Linked DNA regions of Mus musculus: region 1 is linked to region 2. A link is a contact called in public Hi-C data. All regions are on one chromosome and are shown on one strand. The core of a region is the stretch at or near the end of the contact, and the rest is flanking DNA. Distances in the headings are between cores, read along the strand shown. Region 1 overlaps Suclg2 (succinate-Coenzyme A ligase, GDP-forming, beta subunit). Region 2 overlaps Suclg2 (succinate-Coenzyme A ligase, GDP-forming, beta subunit).

Evidence for each region. A called contact is a pair of places that touch in the nucleus more often than the background predicts.
Region 1: a Hi-C map of liver shows a contact between it and region 2, with 1.6 times the contacts expected there. The contact joins two enhancer-like sites. A contact is called at or near these places in 1 of 15 datasets of contacts at CTCF or cohesin (the NIH/3T3 cell line) and 3 of 484 Hi-C or Micro-C datasets (CD4 T cells and liver).

Annotation. Positions count from the first base shown.
Region 1 is chr6:95,650,604-95,654,277 of GRCm38.p6, forward strand. All of the region lies in intron 2 of Suclg2 (succinate-Coenzyme A ligase, GDP-forming, beta subunit), which reads right to left. Among named protein-coding and RNA genes, the nearest start is that of Suclg2, 66 kb to the right of the region's middle. Within about 2 kb of position 1,573, at least 36 of the 459 cell types and tissues checked have an H3K27ac peak or open chromatin away from gene starts, as enhancers often do. A contact at or near this core is called in liver, where this site is marked.
Region 2 is chr6:95,510,212-95,513,556 of GRCm38.p6, forward strand. The region is part of intron 9 of Suclg2 (succinate-Coenzyme A ligase, GDP-forming, beta subunit); the gene reads right to left. Among named protein-coding and RNA genes, the nearest start is that of AY512915, 180 kb to the left of the region's middle. Within about 2 kb of position 1,725, at least 6 of the 459 cell types and tissues checked have an H3K27ac peak or open chromatin away from gene starts, as enhancers often do. A contact at or near this core is called in liver, where this site is marked.

The sequences.
Region 1 (3,674 bases), core at 323-2,822, 140 kb after region 2:
CCTCCCAGAGCCTGCCTGAGGCCCTGGAGGCCCTGACTCCACAGCTCTCCTGTTGCTTCTGTTCAGGGACACAAGACAGTTACTGAAAGGATAACCCTGCCCTGAGGTCTTCCAAGGAGAAGCCCATTCATATTTGAAGAACCAGAAAAAAGAGAAAGAACATTTTAGAAGAGAGCGATTTCTCTGCTAAAATACATATAATGGGAAATGTCATTAAAGGCTGATGAATGGAATTATTTCCAGGAATACAGTTAGGCCAACTATTAATGTCAACTCAGATACTCTTAGGAACCCGTGCATAGCTTGCATAGGTGGTAACTTCCTGCAGCACAACACTGCTATGGTGAACCTCCATGTCCAGGACCTATGTTGAGTGCTTTTCATCTGGACAAGCCAGGCTTACTAGCACCAACCAGAAGGTAACTCTGTGGGATGTGGATGTAGATCCTTCATTACAAGGCTGGCCTAGCAGTAGTCAGAGCCCAAGTGCAAGACTAAGCTACACAAAGGGGTAGAGGAAAGGAGGGAAGGGCGTCAAAAGAAAAGGTGCTCCACATGAAATAATCACATGTACACGTACACACACACACACACACACACACACACACATATACACACAGAGGCACTCGCAACAAAATAAAAAAGACAAAAACAAAACAACACCACTAACAAACAAAAAAAAACAGTATTAGGAAGCTCACGTACTCATCAAGGCCAGAGAATCAGGTTCAGAAATGGTAAAAGCACCAAAGAGGCCACTGGCAGGCAGAAAGACATTAGACTCAGCCCAAGAACTTTCATTCTGGCACCAGCACTGCTAGCTCTGGAAAGCAGACCTTCTTGAACTTCAGGGGAACACACACCCAGGGGACTCAAATTATATCATTGCATTGCTGATCCTGAGACTCATGAGAGGCTGCTAAAATGAGTATTTACTTCACAGAGATCAAAGCTAGCCTTGACTGTCACTGTAAGACAAAGATCCGCTCAGTACAAAGGAAGACCTCAACCGCGCATGGCAAAGCCTCAATAGTTCCGGAGGCTGCTGTGTTTAACTGTCTCAGGATCAACAGCAGCTGCCACTCAGTGTCAGTGGGGAGCAGCTCCCTTAAGACAGGAAGTACAATTCCTTAATGGCGAGTAATTTGCCAGGCTTCAGGATGTAATTATATAAAACAGAGTTAAGTTCTTATATTGATGAATGGAAACATGCTCTAGCTGAAAGCAGCCCAAGCTAGCCGATACCAGTGAGAGCTCCCATCTGCATCTCAGATGGATGTCGCTAGCTCAGAGAAGATTAATTTCTCCATTTAATTCTCCTTCCTGAGTTTAAAAAAAAAAAAAAAAAAAAAAAAAACTGGAGGTTTTCATATATACTTTTTCCTGCTTAATGAAATGCCAAGAGCCTCAGTCAATGTGAAGACAATAAGGAACAAATTGTAGAGATTCTGAAGATTGAGTGGCAGTGCCCCATGTTTTATCTGTGTTTATATCACAGCACTTCTGAGTTATACCAACATCCTCCGTGCAGCTTAGAGAACTAAAGGGCAGTGTACACACCAGTCCTGTGCACAGTGGGTTTGCTCTCACCACCTCTGAATTCCATAGTCCAAATGAAAAGAAAGCACGCATTGATATGCCTTATTAAGGCTCCTAGAGATATTTATTGTGTGTGTGTGTGTGTGTGTGTGTGTGTGTGTGTGTGCACGCACGCAATCAGTTCTCTACTTCTAGCATTGGTCCCAGGAATCAAAGTCAGGTGGATGAGGCGTGGATGCAGCTGTAGCCGCTGGGCCATCTCTCCAGCCCAATCGGTCCTTCTTTAGAGCATACTCAGATGCTCTTGTAAACTTCTGCATAAGTGAACTGCTCATATGGTAAAAGCTTAATTTACCAAGCCAAACTTATTCTCTTCAGTTAGGCATAAACCTGTTTTCAATGCAAGGCAATGAGGATCTTGTTCAAAATCTTATAACTATAAATTGTATTCCAGAAACAATAGTTTAGCATTGACCACTTTAACAAATGTTCAAGTTTAACAAGCTTCTACAACCAGACAGCAAAATGTTCTGTTGCCCAAAGAGAAACAACAAAATGAATCATTAATATCCACAAATTACAGGTCTTATAAACTGCATCTAAGATCCTTCTATATCAAGTTTTAATACAACCTTCTAATTTTATTAATACGCATTTTCCATCTTAAACATGCTGACGCACACAAACCATCTCCCTAGAGCATCACCAAGAGTCAGCCATGAGGAAAAGGCATGAGGGGCAGTATCTAATCTAACAGAGCTGGGGGCAAATCCCGTCTATGTTGATTATTAACTTCACAATGTTGACAAGTGTTTTAACCTTACATTGCCTGCTTCTCTGTCAATAAAGTAAAAATGCTAAGCTAATTATTGACAAGATTTGGTAACTGACTAAATACAAAAGAGGACCACAGAAGATGTGGAGCAATGAGAACGTTTGGGAGCTGAGAGGTAGCATTCTGTTTGGTCCAAGAGAGTTACAAACATGGCAGATCCAGACGACCGGGTATATGGGTTCAGATACCATGAAAGAAAGAGATGTAGGAAGGGGGATGCAGGGACTACACTGGAACATAGGTATACCTAATATCAAGGCACATTTTCAAAAACTTTAATAATATATCATTTTACTTCAAAATGTCCATTGTAGCTAAAATATAAAGTAGTACCCATAGGTTCATGAAGACCACAACTGGTGGGGCCATTTTGAAAAGTTGTAAATCTTGAGGAGTCAAAACCTGAGAAGGCAAAGTAGACCTCTTAAGGTTTTATAGCCCAGCCTCTCTCTCTCTCTCATTCATATATAAAATCTCAGCACCATCAGGAAGACATACATCTTCACAGCTTTAATCTTACCCTCAAACATATTTGGTAAGAGTGTTCTTGTGGCTCCTGTCACTCTGCAGTGGTGAGAACAGGAGCACTGTGGAGTTCGGCCAGATTCTTTTCCTTGGCTGTCTGTAGACAATCCCAGTGACAATGACACAGACACCTCCTTTCACACTCACTATCAGTTTGTTCCATTTTAAACCTACAATTTCAGCATCTCCTTTTAAATGTCATCAATTTCCTCTCGGATCAACAGAATCCAACATCAGAAACTAGATGCTCCCTCAGTCTAGAGCAACTACTCTCTGAGTGTGAACCTGCCCGCTTGCTTGTCTGCTTGCTCACTGAATGAGCTGCTCTCTGAGTGTGAACCTGCCTGCTTGCTTGTCTGCTTGCTCACTGAATGAGCTGCTGCCTCAACACCAGGACTCTGCCTCGGCCTTGAAAAATGGGCCAAGGAAAAGCTAAGACCAACTTCACTTTACTTTTTTGTTCTCATTTTCAAACCCCTAAAACAAAACTTGTCCCTTTTGGATAAGTCTAGGGAATCATCCTTTACTGGGTTACAGAGCACAGTAGGGTGCTTCTCCAAGACTAGCAGGAAAAAACTGAGCCCTAAGGCTGTAGGTACATTCAAATCCTTCTAGTGTCCAGAACTACACTGTCCCAGATAGCCCAGCTGACACAGTATCTGCTGAACGTCTGACGTGAGACTCATGTGAAATGAGCGTGTTATAGTATAAGATAAGAACAAGATTTGTGAGACTTCAGTCCTATGGATACCTCATTTGTTAGAATTCTCACCTA
Region 2 (3,345 bases), core at 475-2,974:
ATGACCATTCGGCACTGGACAGCCAGTTGGTGTGCTCTTCTCTGGGGAAGACCAAATGAGCTTGGCTCTCTACAACCTAAAATGCTTTGTTCATTTGTAAAAGAATTTCCCAGAGTTTCTTGAAGTACAGTGTCTGTTTAGAAAGAGCTAAAGATAGCATTCACAGTAGAAAAGTACATCTTGGTCTTCAAAACCTGACTGTGGTCTGAGCTAGAGGGAGAATCCGACGTGCAGATCCTTCCGTGCAGCCCGATGACCCTCTTCTGACCGAGATTTATGCCTTTGATACTGTTTAATTTGTAATTATGACCAAGAAAACTATAATGACAAAAATCTATCTTCAGAGAGAAAATGAATACTCATTTTCAGAACAAGGTAGCTGAACAAATACTGAAGACATGGTGATCATATGCATTGTAATTGGCTGTTTGGTATTGATAATGATGATTAGGCTGTATCTGAGCTCTGTGAGGGAGGCCTCCAACCTGCTAACAGTGACTGTCTGAGGAGCACCAGAGTTAAAATGACTGTATTATACAGTTGTTGCCCAGCTCTGAAGTTACATAAGCACCAACAATCTCATTACTTATTTATGTTAGGTGCATATAAGCAAAATGCATATGGACTTCTAGCACTATGTAGGTACAGGCAACCTTGCAACTCGAACAGCAGCTTAACAGGTAGAAAACAATGTAAATGCTGCACCATAAAATTCTAAACTCACACACTAGGTAATGTTCCCCAAACAGCATCATCCTCTGGTCAAATGACTTGGGCTCTTGATCTGAGCGGCTCCATAAACTCTCTGTGTTCTAACCTAACTAACTAATTTAATCACTCTCTGAAAAGAGGTAATGGGTTGGAAAAATGCTTACTTGAGTGTTCTAATGAAGTGTCCAAGACTTGGGATATTTGTGGTTCTGTGCCACAAAAACCTCAGCCTCATCTACAGAGATGCCCTTTCTTCCTACTTGTGTTAAATTTATGTTATCTAAAGAAAGTTTTCACTTAGAAACAGCAACCAAGAATACCCTGACCTGCATGGCCTACAGCTGATTCTCCATTTGTCAGCAAACACAGAAACCATGGCTGAGTCAACTATTCAAAGGATTTTCAAGGAGGAAGGAAATTCCTCTGGGCATACGTATGTTGGTTGGGCTTGGGTTAAAAAGAAAGAGATTTGGAGAATAAAGCAGATGTGTTTAGTATCCATTACAGAGTCACTTCCTATATTCTTTTGAACTAGTATCAGAGTTAGAACCACAATTATAAAAACCACTTGGACAACCTGAATGCCTGGGTTTCTGTTTGGCGTGTCTGTAATATTTACTGTAAGAGCTAACTGCATGTATAATTTGGCCACAGAGTCATCTAGGCATAAAAAGAAGAACAAAGAGACAGTAACAACGTTTACCAATAGGTAAAAAGCTTTTTTAAAAAAGGACAGACATGTAAGCCTCACCTAAGAAATGAACATTAGGATGGTATTTTAGTTAACTGTCTCTTGCTGTGATAAAACACAATGGCCACAAACAACTTGGGAAGGAAAGCTTTTATTTCAGCTTATAGGCCACATTGCAGTCCATCACTGAAGAAAGTCAGGGCAGAAACTTGAGGCAGGGACTGAAGCAAAGGGCATGTGAAGGGCAATTGCTCACTGGTTTGCTCCTCAGCTCTTGCATAGCCTACCTCCCTTACGCAACAGGACCATCTGTCCAGGAATGGTGCCATACAGTGTGGTGGTGCAGGCTTCTACATCAATCATTAATCAAGAAGGTAACTCAATAGACTTGCCTACAGGCCACATTTTTGGAGTTATCATCTCAGTTTAGATTCCCACTTTCCCAGATATGTCTGAGTTTCTGTCAAACTGACAAAACCCAATCACAAGAAATAGACTTTTAAGAAAATGGACTTTTAGTGTCTTACCATAAAAACCTGAAAACCTGGGTTTAATCCCCAAAGCACATGTACAAAGTTAGCTGTGGTAGTACATCTGCAATCGCCACCATCCTCTGGCAAGATAGAGGTAGACATGGAGAATTAGCTGGAAGCTTCTGTGTCAGCTAGTTTGGAGATTGCAACACAGTGAGAGAAACAAGAGAGCTCCTGCCTCAAAGCAAGGCAGAAGGGGAAAACTGATTTCTGGAACTTGTCCTCTGGCCTTCACTTCTACACTGTGGTCATGTGACCATAAATACCCCAGGGCTTGGACTCTTCTGCAAATTCTCAAGTAATCATTTTTCCAGCCCATTAACTCTTTTCAGAAAGTGACTAGGTCAAAAGGAAAAGAAATATTCTGGTAACAAAAATGGCTTCCAAACGTAAAAGGTAGTCCCTTTCATGGAGAACAGTCATTCCTAATGAAGTAGTAGCTGTAATCCATGGCCAGTTTTAATTTGTCAATTTGACACAACTTAGAATCACCTTCGAAGAAAAGCTTCAATGAGGGACTGTCCGTACTGGGTTGACCTAATGGCACGTCTGTGATGAACCCTCTTAGTTAACTGGTGTGAGAAGACCCAGACCACTGTGGGCAGCACCATTCCTTAGGCAGTGGGTGCTGAACTTTATGAGTGGAAAATGAAGATGAGTAAGCAAGCAGTATGTTTCCATTCCTTTCTCTCCACTCTTGACTGTGGATGTCAGGTGTCTAGCTGTTTGAGGTTCCTGGCTTGACTTCCCCATGGTGATGGGCAATAACCTAGAAATGTAAGCTGAAAAACTCTTTCCTCTAAGTTCCTTCCTTTTTGTCAGGGTATTTTATCACAGCAACAGAAATGAAACTAGAACGCTATATTTTATTTGTATGAGAGCTACACTGGTACAGATTAAGAATATTTATTGGCTCATTCTTTGTGAACAACATTGTCCAATCATCTCAGACTTATGTCACCTTGATGAATGTGAACATGTGTACTCCATCACCATTAGCTGGGGAATTGATATAGAAAACACTCACACAACTGGAAACTTGGTGAAGGACCCATTTATTAATCTATAAACAGGCAGTCTATCTGTCTATCCCCACAACATAATGGCCTCCACAGGCTAACTGTTCCTAAGAAAAGAAAAACAATTACTTCTATGGGTAATTTCTTCTTCTTTATTCATGACTGACATCAATTAAAAAAAATAGCTAAGCAGACAGAGCCAAAACTTAGGCCTGCACAGATTCACATTTCACAGCACAGAGAAATGAAGATAAATTTAGTTAATAGCAAAACCCACTGTTTCTGTAAATAACAAGTCTAATGCAAGATGAAGGTGGAATGTGACGACTGTGACTGTTCACACAGCTGCTCAGATAAAACAGTTTGATCAGTCAGATCTCTGGAAAAACAA